Regions from separate parts of the Mus musculus genome. Here all the other regions are linked to region 2. Evidence: chromatin contacts called from public promoter capture Hi-C data. All regions are on one chromosome and are shown on one strand. Each heading gives the region's core, a stretch centred on a gene start, on an enhancer-like site or on the middle of the called end of the contact. The rest is flanking DNA. Distances are from core to core; before and after follow the strand shown.

Evidence for each region. Promoter capture Hi-C pulls out the DNA fragments that hold promoters and counts their contacts. Capture Hi-C pulls out chosen DNA fragments and counts their contacts.
Region 1: a promoter capture Hi-C map of liver shows a contact between it and region 2, with 3 times the contacts expected there. The contact joins the promoter of 2310030G06Rik here to the promoter of Acat1 in region 2. A contact is called at or near these places in 5 of 39 promoter capture datasets (cranial neural crest, hippocampal neurons, liver and 1 more).
Region 3: a contact with region 2 is called in a promoter capture Hi-C map of hippocampal neurons, with 5 times the contacts expected there. The contact joins the promoter of Pih1d2 here to the promoter of Acat1 in region 2. A contact is called at or near these places in 5 of 39 promoter capture datasets (cranial neural crest, erythroid cells, hippocampal neurons and 2 more) and 1 of 115 datasets of contacts at active chromatin or transcription factors (embryonic forebrain).
Region 4: a contact with region 2 is called in a promoter capture Hi-C map of liver, with 6 times the contacts expected there. The contact joins the promoter of Dlat here to the promoter of Acat1 in region 2. A contact is called at or near these places in 3 of 39 promoter capture datasets (cranial neural crest, hippocampal neurons and liver).
Region 5: a promoter capture Hi-C map of adipose tissue shows a contact between it and region 2. The contact joins the promoter of 1110032A03Rik here to the promoter of Acat1 in region 2. A contact is called at or near these places in 3 of 39 promoter capture datasets (cranial neural crest, erythroid cells and liver), 2 of 115 datasets of contacts at active chromatin or transcription factors (astrocytes and large pre-B cells) and 2 of 9 other capture datasets (adipose tissue and liver).

The regions. Positions count from the first base shown.
Region 1 is chr9:50,745,114-50,747,813 of GRCm38.p6, reverse strand. 2310030G06Rik (RIKEN cDNA 2310030G06 gene) reads left to right here and starts at 1,287. Exons shown (of 4, transcript NM_025865.3): 1 at 1,287-1,372. The coding sequence starts at 1,341. It also overlaps a transcript of Cryab not described here.
Region 2 is chr9:53,608,986-53,611,685 of GRCm38.p6, reverse strand. Acat1 (acetyl-Coenzyme A acetyltransferase 1) reads left to right here and starts at 1,336. Exons shown (of 12, transcript NM_144784.3): 1 at 1,336-1,473. The coding sequence starts at 1,411.
Region 3 is chr9:50,615,900-50,618,599 of GRCm38.p6, reverse strand. Pih1d2 (PIH1 domain containing 2) reads right to left here and starts at 1,279. Exons shown (of 6, transcript NM_028300.2): 1 at 1,002-1,279; 2 at 1-154. The coding sequence starts at 127. Nkapd1 (NKAP domain containing 1) reads left to right here and starts at 1,136. Exons shown (of 6, transcript NM_212449.2): 1 at 1,136-1,372.
Region 4 is chr9:50,658,365-50,661,064 of GRCm38.p6, reverse strand. It overlaps Dlat (dihydrolipoamide S-acetyltransferase (E2 component of pyruvate dehydrogenase complex)), which reads left to right and starts at 1,285. Exons shown (of 14, transcript NM_145614.4): 1 at 1,285-1,874; 2 at 2,276-2,377. The coding sequence starts at 1,599.
Region 5 is chr9:50,766,782-50,769,481 of GRCm38.p6, reverse strand. It overlaps 1110032A03Rik (RIKEN cDNA 1110032A03 gene), which reads left to right and starts at 1,298. Exons shown (of 4, transcript NM_023483.4): 1 at 1,298-1,624. The coding sequence starts at 1,583. It overlaps Fdxacb1 (ferredoxin-fold anticodon binding domain containing 1), which reads right to left and starts at 1,244. Exons shown (of 5, transcript NM_198675.2): 1 at 1,027-1,244; 2 at 638-794. The coding sequence starts at 1,198.

The DNA of each region.
Region 1 (2,700 bases), core at 38-2,537, 2.9 Mb after region 2:
TGGCCTGCAGGATTGGAACATGAGATAGTAGAATACAATGCTTAGCCATCTGATCACTGAGAACAATAGTAGTAACAATGGTTAAGACTTACTGAGGGCGTCCCATGCGTCTGGCCTGTTCAGAAGCTTTGTACACACATACCTCATTCAGTTATCACAGCCCTATGAAGTGGCCACTCTCAGGCCCGTTTTTCCCAAGATGAGGAGGAATTCAGAATCCAGTGTACTCCATGGAGTTCAGGGCTGACTATGAATATTCCAGGACAATACTCAAAATGCCAAGAAAATATTGAAGATCGGAATTGCAGGTTTCAAAGATTTTCTTAGAGACATATTCTCCCTTCTCTCTTTCCTTTCTTTCTCTCTTGTTTGTTTCTGTTTATTTAAGACAGGGTACCTCTATGAATTCTATGAATTCCTGGCTGTCCTGAAACTTGCTCCTGTAGCCCAGGCTGGCCTCAAACTCTCAGAGATCCTCATCCTCCTGCCTCCCGAGTGCCAGGAGGTATACACCATACTCAACCTGGTAACATATTGTCTCAGGGGAATTCATTCAGCTGCCTCATAGTTTCTGGCCAGGGAAGAGTGAATCCAATTTTGGGTCATTGGAAGCAGAAGCTACAAGCAGGGGTAAGTAGAGATTTCATGGTCCTGGACTGGGGAGAGAACATTGAGTGCTCCGTGCCAATCAGTTAGCCATCTGGTTTATACCAGAAAGAGGATTAAGTAATACATTCAGTACTTATGCCTTGGTGTGCTGGAAATCTAGATGGTAAATGGTTAGGAGATATGCGCACATTATTAATTCTAGTCGTGGGAATATGAGAGCATTCCATTTTCCTACATTTCAGGTTCCAAAAGCCTCTAGGATTCAAACCCAAATTGAGGACATCAGAAACTAGTACCAATTACCTTGACAGTGAAACTCAAACCTGAGTGTGGTAGGGCAAACGTAGTGGCCGAGCTTTGACTCCCTTATGGAGGGTCTATTTCAAAGGCCGTGCGATACAGAGAGACACATTTCCTATGGAAACTCAGAGCCCTTTTGTATCTCAGGTTTCTTTATAAATCGAAGCTTGCAGCTTCATCAAAAGGAGTTTCAAATCCCTAAGGTGAGATAACTCTCACCTGGAGCCCGTGTGTCTTCCTGCCCTTTGGCTGCGAACAGTCACTTGGGAATCATTCCACCAGGTGGCTTCCAAGGTCCAACCTACTCGGTTGAAATCTGATCCTGACAGACTTCCTGGGAGCCGTTGCCGTTCGCTCAGCCGGGAACCAGGAAATGCGCAAACCTCTTTATGTCTGAAAACCAGCTGGGCTCCCTGGGAGACACAACCGCCATGGGAAACCGGCTCTGCTGTGGGGGAACCTGGTGAGTAGGGCCGAAAGGTGGAGGGGACCGCCTCCGGTGGTGGATATGAAACCCTGAGAATCAGACAGCCTGGAGACCGTCCGTGCCTTCCTCCACCTGCCACGTCCTAGGTGGAGCAGAGAGCGGTGCCTTAGGACGCTTGGAAAACACAGCAAGCTGGAGAGTGGCCAGAGGTTGGCTGCACCGGTGGGCCAGCCTGGTTTCTCTCTTCTCTCCTTTCCTTCCTTCCGATGCTCTCTCCTTTTTTATTCTTCCGCAGATCATAATAACGGGAGCATTGGAGTGCTCTCTATGTGCAGTCACTTTCTAATCTGGGTTAATTGTCCCAGGTCTTCTGTGAGTGAGTGGTCTTACCGTTGTTCCCATCTTGGCCGGTTAAGGAGCGGAGGCTCAGAGAAGGTAGTGTCAGTCACATGGCTAGTAGCTTAGCAGGTAAAACAAGATTCCAAGCGCGGAGGCTAGACTTCAGGGCCCATACTTTCCTCACTAGGTAATCAGAGATGTGACCATGGATTGAGCAACTGAATTTGGACAAATGTTTGTTTGAAACTGCAGAAGTGGGAAGGAAGAGAATCCACTGGAACTGTGAATATAACTTTCATGCTATTTGCTGTGTGGCCTCATGCAGTCCAGTCAATTCACTGGGTCCTCGATTTTTTTAAAAATATACAGTCCCTATTATTTGTATCATAGGTTGGTTTTAGAGATCGAAAGCTAGTAAGAACAAAAAATACAAAATAAAAACAACAGCAACAACAACAAAAAACCCCACCAAATAATAGATTATTTGTGGTTTTTGTAACTTTCCCCCCAGGGTGTTCACCACCACTACAAACTCCCAAATATGGCTTCATCCTGTCAGCTGCCTCTTAGCTATATGATCCATGTCTGGGTCAGAGTTCAAAGAATACTTATTTACAGGTAAACATCACATGTAGAGAGAAAAGTGAGATACATTGGAAAGCACCTAAAATTTGAAAACAATACTAGACTCCAGTCCTGTGCCTGCTAGTTTATTAATCTAGTTGGTTATTAAACAAATATCAACTGAGCATGTGCTGGGTACCAGGAAGTGACAGATACAGAAGTCAGCAATAAAAGGAAACTTGGATAAACATGGTAGTGAATGCCTTTGATCCCAGCTATTGAAAGGCAGAGGCAGGCCATTTCAGGATAGCCAAGGTTACATAGAGAGACCCTGTCTCAAAAAACTAAAAATAGACAAATAAATAAGACCCTGCCTATAAGTGTATATTTGTTTACATGTATATTTATTTATTCTTTGTTTGATTTTTAAGGCAGGTTCTCTCTCTGTCGTCCTGGAGCTC
Region 2 (2,700 bases), core at 87-2,586:
CTTTACCCCAAAAGGGTCTGGGAAGATGATTCAGTGTGCAAAGTGTTTGCATCACAAGAAAGCGTTTAGAGCATCATCCATGTAAAGAGCTAGGCGTGGTGGCCCTTGATTGTAGCCCCAGTTCCATGGATGGGTGGATAGGGTTGAAGGAGTAGAGATGGTGGCTTATTAGCCAGCCATTCTAGTGCAAGGAGAGATAGACCCTGTCTCACAAAACAAACAAAAACAAAACAAAACAAAAAACACCAAACAAAAAGCAGCAGAGAGTCTCAGAGGGAGTTATCTGAGGTTTACCCTTGGCCTACACAGGAGTGCACACAATTACATGAAACAAGTCGACTTGAAGTAAATTGTTCAATTTGTATGTTGTGCCTTTTGTTTTACATCAAGGAAAATTAATGTCACAAGCAGAAAGATCTGCTATCCCCAACTGAAGATTCAAAGTCAGCAAATGGCCTGGCATAGTGCTTTTAATACCAGCACTAGGGAGGCAAAGACAGAAAGATCTCTGTGAGCTCAAGACCATCCTGGTCTACATAGTGAATTCCAGGATAGCCAGAGCTACACCGTGGGACCCTATCTAAAAACTAACCAAACAAAACCTAAGCAAAACAATCCTCCAACTAGCCTTAGCAATGGGTTACACAAATGTGAGAATTATCATGTAATATCAGTTAATGCACTGTTTCTGTTTTGTTTTAATTATTTGGAGACAGGGTCTCCGTCTGTAGTTTTAGTTGTTCAGGGACTCGCTATGTGGACCAGGCTGGCGTCGAACTCATAGAGATCCACCTGCCTCTTTCCTGAGTGTGTCCCATCACACCCAGCCTGCGGGGAGTTTCTTTGAAAGTTGATGTAATCTTATTATTACTCAGTGAAGTTTAGATAGTAATATGTATTTTACTTAGCATCCTACAGAAAAACAACTTCAACATTCTTTTAACGTAAGAAATTGGTTTATTTGTATTATAAATGAATATAATGGGAATTGCTGGAAACATTTACCAACATCCTTTGTCTGGGTAATACAGTCACCTGATCAGGCACGGCAAAGTGAATGGAAAGTCTCGGACTGCACGAAAACTACAGGCATCTGGAGGCAGAAACAACTGGCATCAACAATCAACAGTTTAGCGTGCACCACCTAGGTGTCAAGCCACGTGGTCATTAGTCCTTTTTTTTTTTTTTTTTTTTTTTTTTTTTTGGTCCAGGAGAGCCTCAGCTCAGTCCTCGGGCCAAGCGCCAGGCCCCGCCCTCTGGCTACGGGCCAATCGCCGCCAAGCGCAGCGATCTTGGACTGCTATTGGAGGAGAGGGTCGGGGCGGTGCCCGCCACGACGTCGCAAGCTCTGCGGTGGGGAAGTGGAGGCCGCGGCGCGTCTCTCTGCCCTTGACAGCCTTTCGCGTCTCCATGGCTGCCCTGGTGGCTCTGCACGGCGTCGTCCGCAGGCCTCTGCTTCGCGGGCTGCTGCAGGTGAGCAGGGTCGATTCCGGGGGTGGGCCGGGATCGGGGAGCCCACCAGCCGCCCGCGAGGTCCGTCCTCGTGGGCCACAGCGCTCAGCACCAGCGCCTTGGGGATCGAGTGCCTGCGCCGTCGTGTGTCAGTCCACCTGTCAGTCTGTGCTACTGTCACGCTCCGCATCAGCTGTGCAGCAAAGCTTGGGCCTGACCAGGCGCGATCCCAGACTGCAGAGAGCTGAGTCTCTCTGTAGGCCCAGGAGTTTCTAAGACGTTTTTGTGACCTTGTGATTTCCTTTTCCTTGTTTTTTTGTTTGATTGGTTTGAGTTTTGGGGTTTGGTTTGTATTTTGTTCCACTGGTTTTTCTGTGGAACCCTTGCTGCCCTGGAACGCTCTCTCTCTCTCTCTCTCTCTCTCTCTCTCTCTCTCTCTCTCTCAAGATCAGGCTGGCTTCGAGCTCATTGGTCTTCCTCCACCTGCAGAGTGCTGGGATTAAAGGCATGAACCACCACCTGGCTAATCATTGGTTTAATTAATTGTCTTAATCAGAGCTCAGGCACTATATGGCAATCAGAAGATTGTCTTAAAACTAACAAGATGGCTACTGAGACAGTACAAGAAATAATTTTTATTTGAAGTGAGTGCCTCGCTTCTGATGGTTGTGTTCGGCGAACACTTTGTACTTTCCAAAGGTGACATTCTAGACTTTGTCGGTCAGTCTTTAAGAGTCTGGAGTTAGGTTTGCGTGGTTTTGTTTCTGAGAAAATCAGGGTTCGCCGAAACGGGTAGTTCTGGCAATAGGAGCTGAAAGAGAGCATTGCTCTGCAAGAGATTGTGAAAGAATAATTGAGGGCCCGAGGCTTGGAGCTGGAAGCTGAGGGCAAACAAACTATAAAATGAATCTTACTTGAGTTGCTGCTCGGGCAAGAGGAGCTTGAGATCAAGGATTTCAACCCACGTGGGCAATTTGGAGATACCCAGTCTCCGAAAGATAAAAAAACAATAAGTACTGGGTGACTGCAGTAATAGGAAAGCCAGAGGGATAGTCTATTTTCTCATCTGGAGATGGGCAGAACCTCACTCGTAAAATAAGTGTTCCCGGGGCTGGAGAGATGGCTCTGTGGTTAAGAGCACTGACTGTTCTTCCAAAGGTCCTGAGTTCAATTCCCAGCAACCACATGGTGCCTCACAACCATCTGTAAAAAAAGGAATCTGATGCCTTCTTCTGGTGTGTCTGAAGA
Region 3 (2,700 bases), core at 30-2,529, 3.0 Mb after region 2:
GTTTGCCATCTTTCAACTCCTGCTGAATGAAGTTCCGGTAGCGCTCGGGGTCATTTTCAGCCAAATCATCGAGCATATTCCAGAACTGGGAAATGTGGGTAAGAAGACCCTTTGAGGACACCGTCATGATGGTGATGAGACAGGCCTTTGGAACCTGCAGAGAGACAGGACTTGAGAAAAGGCATGTAAGGTATTTACTGCCCTGTTTCTTCTTTCAGGGAAGGAGGAAGGCTTTTGCAAGTGTGCTGCGGGTCTTAACTAAAAGATTGCACACCCATACTGCTTTATCTTGGCTTTCCTACAGTCTGTGAGTAGAACCACTTCCTAAATTCCTACGTTGTACCTGTACTTCCGTCTGGTCTTCATAAATACAGAGGGAACAGAAAGGACTTTTGTTCCAATAGTTGGATATTGGCTGACTTGGTGCCTTCCAGACCTGGAATTGTGAGGTAGGGGTGTGTGTGTGTGCGTGAAAGAAAGACGGGTAGAGAGACTGGGGTCGGGGGAGACAGATACATAGACAGACAGTATAGTAGTTAAAAGTAGGCGCACTGGAGCCAGTATGCTTACGTTCTTGCAAACTTCAGACATCTATGTTGCCTTGAGCAAGCAGTGTATATACTCAAAATAAAGATGAGGGGGCTGGAGAGATGGCTCAGCGGTTAGGAGCACTGACTGCTCTTTTAGAGGTCCTGAGTTCAAATCCCAGCAACCACATGGTAGCTCACAATTCTATAATGAGATCTGGCGCCTCTTCTGACATAGAGCTATATATGCAGAACACTGTATATAATAAATAAATGAATCTTTAAAAAAAAGATAAGGATTAAGAACACTAATATTTAAAGCTGGAACATTATGTGAGAGCAATAGTCAAAGATTCCGCCCTCCTTCAATCACCCTCCTTCTGCAAAAGAGAAAGTTCCCAATATTTTTAAAAAGAGGTTTAGAGTCTTCAAATTATATATTAAAGTTAGATTAAATCAACAACGAATACACACTTAATCCAAACGTGGGGGAAACGCGCACGTCTTCTCTCAGTTTGCCGACAAACTGCGACTCCGGTTACCATGGTAACCAGTCCCGGTACACCATCTAACTGGGTCCGGAGAGCGCAAAGTAGAGCTGTGTCTCTATATCCAGTTCCGGTTCTCTTCTCCGGGTCCGGACTGGCTCCTCCGCAGGCCGTCCCGCTTGTCTCTCGGGAGAGCGCCGCCTTCCTTCCTGCACCCGTCAGCTTCCACGGCGACCGGCGAGCCCGCTCTGTGGGAGTCTCCGGTGGGAGGGAAGCGTTTCTCCGGAGCACGACTTCCGGCCCGGAAGGAAGCCGCCACCTTTTCTCCCACCCCGCCACGCGAGGCTGCGGCGCACGGTATGGGTGTGTGTGTGTGTGTGTGTTTGTGTCGGGAGGGCGTTGCGAGGGAAGGCCGCCGAGAGCGCCGGGGCTGCGGCGGGGCAGGGAGCCCGCTGACAGACATGGGGGCGCTTTCCCCCACGTCCCCTTGGAAACCTCAAGCTCCCCCCGAGGCACTCTAGATACTTCCTGGGGCCCAACGGAAGGCCGTGCCCAAGCCCTGTGTCCCCATTCTGTCCCGGGAGTGAAAGCGAGCCGCCGGGCGCCGGCCCAGCCCAGCGAGAGCGGGGAATGCCCCGGTCCGCCCGCCCGCAGGCCGCTTTCCGCGCCTGCGCCTCCTCTGGCCTGGGTCCCCGAGAGCGAGCCGCCGGGCGGGCTCGGCTGGGGGAAGGCAGCCGTAGCCTGGGCCTCGGGTGAGGAGGGCACAGTAACCGGTGGGAAGGCTGCGTTTTCACGAAGGACTCGGGTGAAGCTGCAGAGCTGCCTTTCAGCCCTGACTCCTTGGCTTCCTGGGTCGGAGGAGATCTTGTAATGGAGTGGTTCTTCGTCTCACACTAACAGGATGCCTGATTTCCTCAGGATCGAGGGGTGAGTGAGCATCGGGACAGTGGCACCAAGCCCCTGCTAGCTACACATGTGAATATCGTTGTCTTCTGGGTTTTGGAAAGTTCCGTACAGTGTAGGAAACAAAATGTCCTGAGTAGAGATATTTAGGTCATCTAAAAACTTTTTTACAATTCAGTTTATTTTTTTACTGTTGACATACGTGGTGTTTGATGCCTTCAAATCTTCGTGTTTATATCTTTGCAAGCGAATTTTGGGGAGTTTTGAGATTTGATTTCTAGCCGGGACACTAACACACCCGTTGCCTGAGTCCATGCAGCCTGGGGGCAGGTTACGGCTTTAAGGAATTTGATTTTGAGGAGTTGGGGTAGAGTCCAAACTCGGGGATCCCCATAGGTTAAAAGGCCAACCGAAAATGTCTGGGGAATCATATTGTATCTGTATCGATCACGTACAGACCTTTCCCACTTTGGTCATTATTTTAATCTCCATCGTAACATTTACATAACATTTGCATAGTTTTAAGTATTATAATTAATCTAAATACCCTCACTCATCCTAACTGGAAGAGCATGTCTGTTGGCAGGTGGTGGCAGTAAGAAGATGAGTTAAGGGCTGGCCGAGGCCACTTAAGAACCTGACTAAAAAAACAGTCCTATTTTAAAATACACAGGAGCATAGTTTCTATACAAATATTATACTAGTCTAAAAGAGGAATGAGCGCCCTAGGATTGCTTTGTGTGTGCATGGATGTCACCGAGGGACTTTATCCAGGGTAGCTC
Region 4 (2,700 bases), core at 36-2,535, 3.0 Mb after region 2:
ATATACACAGAAAATAATGTCATAATTTAATATATATATATATATATATATATATATATATATATATATATATATATTATATATATACATAGAATAGGAAAATCTAGGGAGACATTTACTGGAAAATTTAGTCCTAATCTCAAACCAAAATTCACTGATTGATTTTCTATGAAATTCAAATCAGCCACGGCAATTTTAAAATCCAAATACTCATAACAATTCAACCTAAAGATTATACTACTATAATGTTTATATAGAAGGGATAACTGTGGGAAATGTCTTTCTGCAATTAAATCATTATGCTCACGTGAGAGCAGAACACTTTGTACAGTAAAACCAGTGCGAATCACACCATACACGGGGAATCTGTGCCAAGGTGTTTCAGGCAGTGTTGGCTGGCCTCGTGTGACACCGAGGGCATGGCAGTACAAAGGGCACGGGTGTCCTCACAGCCACAGCTGCAGCGACGCGGTAGGATTCAGTGTAGGCAGCAGTAGTGAGAAACAACCTAGGTTGGCGCGGCTGGGTTCGGCAGCTTTTCACTGTTGCCATTTTTTTTCTTTTGACCCCACATTGTTACTCCATAGTTTAAGAAAGGTTTCTGTTGTTGTTTTCCTATTGAATTCACAGAACTGCGGGACAGCACGACAACGACTTTCGCAAAGTTGTATCTTAAACCTTTCTTTAAAAAAAAAAAAAAAAAGAATCTCAGTATGTAGCCCAAGCTGGCCTGGCAATGAACAGCATTAAACCAGGCTGTCCTGGAATCTAGGGTTCCACCTGCCTCTGTCTCCGTAATGCTATAATTAAAGGAATGTGTGTGTGTTAAAATATTTTCGCTATTTAAGAGGATACGGTGGAAATCTGGGGGTAATAAAACTGCTTTTTACAAACAAGTATCTTTATAGAGGAAATATAATTAGTCTTCTGTGACTAACTGGAAATGTGAAAATGTACCTTTCTCTTGGCTGCCCTTCACATCATTTGGCTGAAAACCCTGCTGCTCCCGTTTCCGGTGGGTTAGGGACCTAGGACAGCCTGCACGGGGCGGGCTCTGCAGCCAAGGGTCACCCCCTGATCCCCCGTCACTCGAGGGCCTTTCCTTTCTCCAACTTTCCAAGGTGCGCCCGCACCCATCGACCTAAAGCTTTGCATTACTGTCAGCCCGGGCTCTTTTCCCCAGCTTTTTCTTAAAGCAAAGGCGGTCGTTCCCTTTGGCACCGCCTCCCTGCCCTCAGGCTGCAGCCGGTCCGACTCTCGGGTCCCTTAGAGCGGCCCTGGTCCGTACTTCCCATCCTCTGCGACACCTCTCCTAGGGCCTTTCCCGTTTCTCCCAAACGTGCACCGCCCCCGCACTGCCTCGCAGCGCCTTCGTCACCGCAGATCCTAAGCGGCAGCCTCCCGTCCCTCTCGGGTGTCTCCGACGCGTCCCCCCCGCAGAGGGGCACGGAAACCCTACGTTCCGGTCGCCCGTCCAAGCAGCCGCTTTTACGACACTGCGCGACCGCAGTGCGCGGCTGACGGCAGAGCCGCGCTGCTCTTGGAGAGGTCACTCCGGAGACGGCGGAGCCTTTGGGGCGTGGGGGTCGGTGGCAGTAATGTGGCGCGTCTGTGCGCGGAGGGCGCGGAGTGCTGTGCCCAGGGATGGGTTCAGGGCTCGGTGGGCGGCCTTGAAGGAAGGCCCCGGGGCCCCATGCGGGAGCCCGCGGATTGGCCCCGCTGCGGTCCGTTGCGGTAGTGGGATCCCCCGCTATGGGGTCCGCTCCTTGTGCGGCTGGAGCTCCGGCTCCGGCACTGTCCCGCGTAACCGCTTGCTGCGACAACTCCTGGGGTCGCCCAGCCGCCGCTCTTACAGCCTCCCTCCGCATCAGAAGGTGAGTGACCCACCCTGGAGCCTGTTGTCCTTCAGAGCCCGCTCCTTGGCGTGGGGAATCCTCCTTGAGAGGCCTCCGACAGCCAGCTCCCTCCCAGATCTATTACGGTCCCTCGCCCAAGACCTTCCCAGTGGGCATCTTTTCTATTGAAAGAGGTCTAAGCCTGCGGCTATGGGCAAAAGGTCTGAGAAGTCTCACGTGCTTTCTCAGATCCACTAGACTGACTGGAGGATCAACCTGCCTCTGAAAGTCATGAATTTCTGGAGTGCTAGATCTCCCTTTGTATCTCCAGTGAACAGTTTGAAATGTGACTCAGTAAATACTCTGCATGAACTTGGGTGGAATGAAAGCACGCCGAGGGCTAAGTATGCCTGTTTAAATGTATGCTTCTTTTTCTGCAGGTTCCATTACCTTCCCTTTCCCCTACAATGCAGGCAGGCACCATAGCCCGCTGGGAAAAAAAAGAAGGGGAAAAAATCAGTGAGGGTGATCTAATTGCAGAGGTAAGTCTTAAAACACGCAGATTTTACCTAAGGGAGTGGCTTTGCTGAATAGACTAAAGCTTAGCCTTCTGGTAGGTAGTTTCCTCTTTCTCTTTAAGAAGCAGCTCCCCTCCCACCTCCCCATTTATTAGAGATGATTGGTTAGCTACGTTGTCAGCAGCTAGCTAAATTGTTTTTGAGATCACGGTGTAACTCTGGCTGGCCTGCAATGCTCAGAGATATCCCCCCCCACCCCCAATGTTACAATGTTAGCAATGCCTAGCTTCTACCCAAAATGTTTTTAAACCGTTCTTTCAAGTCTGTGGTAGTGGGTTTTATCTTCG
Region 5 (2,700 bases), core at 49-2,548, 2.8 Mb after region 2:
AGGATTTGAACCTAGGCCATGTGACTCTTAAATCCAATCTTGTCGTCATCAAGCTATACTGACTCTTACGATTTGCATTTTTTAAAACCTTTTTGAGGTGGGCTGAAAGATTCAGCAGTTAAGAGCACTAGCTGTTCAAAAGTTCAATTTTCAGTACCCATATGATGGCGACACCAATCAGTACTCTAGTCCCAGGGGAACCAATGTCCTCTAAGGAGGCACACAACTGTTGCACAGACATGCATGCCGACAAAACACCCATATCCATATTTAAAAACACACACACACACACACACACAATTTGGGTAATGGTGCTTGCCACCAAGCCTAGTAGCCAAAGTTCTATCTCCTGGATACACGATGGAAGGAGGACCCGCTTCTGTAAGTTGTTCTCTGACCGCCACACTCATACACACACTAATTTTTGAAAAATAAACTTGCCTTTTCCTTGTAATTTATACTTTAACATCTAGGGTTATACGTAAATCTTTAAGACAAGATTATGGTTTTCTCTGGGTTTTATCTTCTTTCCTCGTGTATTCTAGCAACTTATTTCCCCAACGACAAAGTTTGTGTGCAGTGATTTGGTTATGGGAACCTGGAAACATTTTCTATGCCAGGACTCGTCTTGCCTCACCTCTGGAAAAACTTGGCAAGCAGTTCCCTGTTCTTAGCTACTCCAGCTTTTCGTCCACAGTGCGGGAAGTTGAAATAAATTCGATCAAAATCCCTATCGTCGGCTGGCAAGGCATGTGACAGCTGGGTACAGTCCACACCAAAACGCACTTCGACACCTGGCAAGGTTTAAAGGCGTGAAATAGAGACCAAAAGACGTCTTAAGATCTGTAAACCTGGACAAACACCACCACTCAATGCATGGTTGGGTTGCCAACAATGCAGCCCAGCCCAGACCTGAGCACACACGCGCATCCGCCTGAGCGCCCCCAGGAGGCGCCCTCGAGTTCCCCGCGCGAGCCACACCCTTACGCTCCGGGCGGGCCCTCGGGGCGGGCTGGGACTTGCTACCTCGTTCGCGCAGGCGCTTTAGGTTCTCTAGCGCTACCGGATCTCCCTCCAGAGCCGCCCGGTGCTGGAAGCCGGTAGCGGTAACACTGACGCTGGGATCCAGGCCGTCGATCAGAGAAGCGGCGAAGGAGAAATTCCCCTCCCCGACCAACAGGAGGCGCCGGGGAAGCATGGTCTCCTCCGGCTTACCTGCCGGCGCTCTCCGGGGCGCACATTTCTTACGTCACTTCCTTCGCGTGGGCCTCGTCTCCCTCCCCTCCCCACTCCACCCGGCACTAAGTGATGACGCATCAACAGCTTGTTACCAGGATAAACATTTGGAGCTACTGCTCGGGAGCTTCGAGCGGGGAAGTAAAATGGAGCTCTTGGCCTTGCCCCTTCACCTTTGTGCGCCTCCAAAGGCTCGTTTTCTTTTCAGTACTCGGACGGCCCAACACGGACGGCCCTGAGCGTCTTCGCCATTCTTGCTTGAAGCATAACTGTCACTAACTGAGGGGTGAGACGAGTCCTGCGTATTCCAGAGGCTCAGGACGCTGTAACTGCACCATCTCCTGACATGGCTGTCTCCTGTTCTCTCAACCACTCAACATATCTCCAGGTGTTTATATATCCTATTTTCAAGAAGTAACATTGAACGCCTGTCTTGTTCCATAGCACTGTGAGAGCAACTAGGTGTATGGATGAACTGGAAGTGGCCTGCCTGCTGTCAGATGACAAATGCACACAGCAGAAGAGGCAACTCGAATAGAATGGGGTGTGTACCCACCGTGAGTGAAGGAATTCGGGATACTATGAATGAAGCATACACAAGGGGAAGCCCTACGAAGCTGGGGAAGGGAGACATAGATTCCCTGAAGTTAGCCTGAGCTGAAAGCTAGTTGGGGGAGGGGAGCTCGTTTTAGTTAGGTAAAAAGGATTAAAAAGGCAGAAGGAACAATGTTCATAAAATCATAGTTAAAAAAAAAAAAAAGTTATGTTTGACTGGTTGAACACAGTTGGCCGGGAGACGGACTAGCAGGTGACACTGTAGAGTTAAAAAGGAAGCCAGACCAAATTGAGTGTTTTAACCATTTAATAGCCTAGACCCTATTCTGAGAATATAGAAATATATTATAGAATATAGAAAGCCACTAAATGACAGCCAGCAGGAGGTCTCAAAATGTAAAATGAAAAACTTTGAATTCATTTGAGAAAAAATGAAGCTACTTTATTGATTTGGTAAGGGCTTTTTGTCCTTGACAATCCTGATCAGGTGACCTTCAGAAAAATCAACTTTCCTCCCAAAATCACGTTTGAAAAGACAATCTAGCACTCTAACATTGATCAGATGGGCGTGTCTATCTGGAAGTAGTTAGCTAAAAACTGAAAACCAGCCACCACAATAACCAAGTATAGCCAGCTGTGGTGGCACACACCTTTAGTCCCAGTACTTGGGAGGCAGAGGCAGGTAAATTTCTAAGTTCAAGGCCAGCCTGGTCTACAGAGTGAATTCCAGGACAGCCAGGGCTACACAGAGAGACCCTGTCTCGGAAAAAGGCCAAGTATTCCATTTCTCATTACTAATGAATGATTCCCATCTCAAGAACCCACCCTGGGCTGACCTAGCTAAAGAATACTCAAAAGACCATAAAAAAATGTAAGGATGCTCAAGAATTTGCAAAGAAATATGGGAGA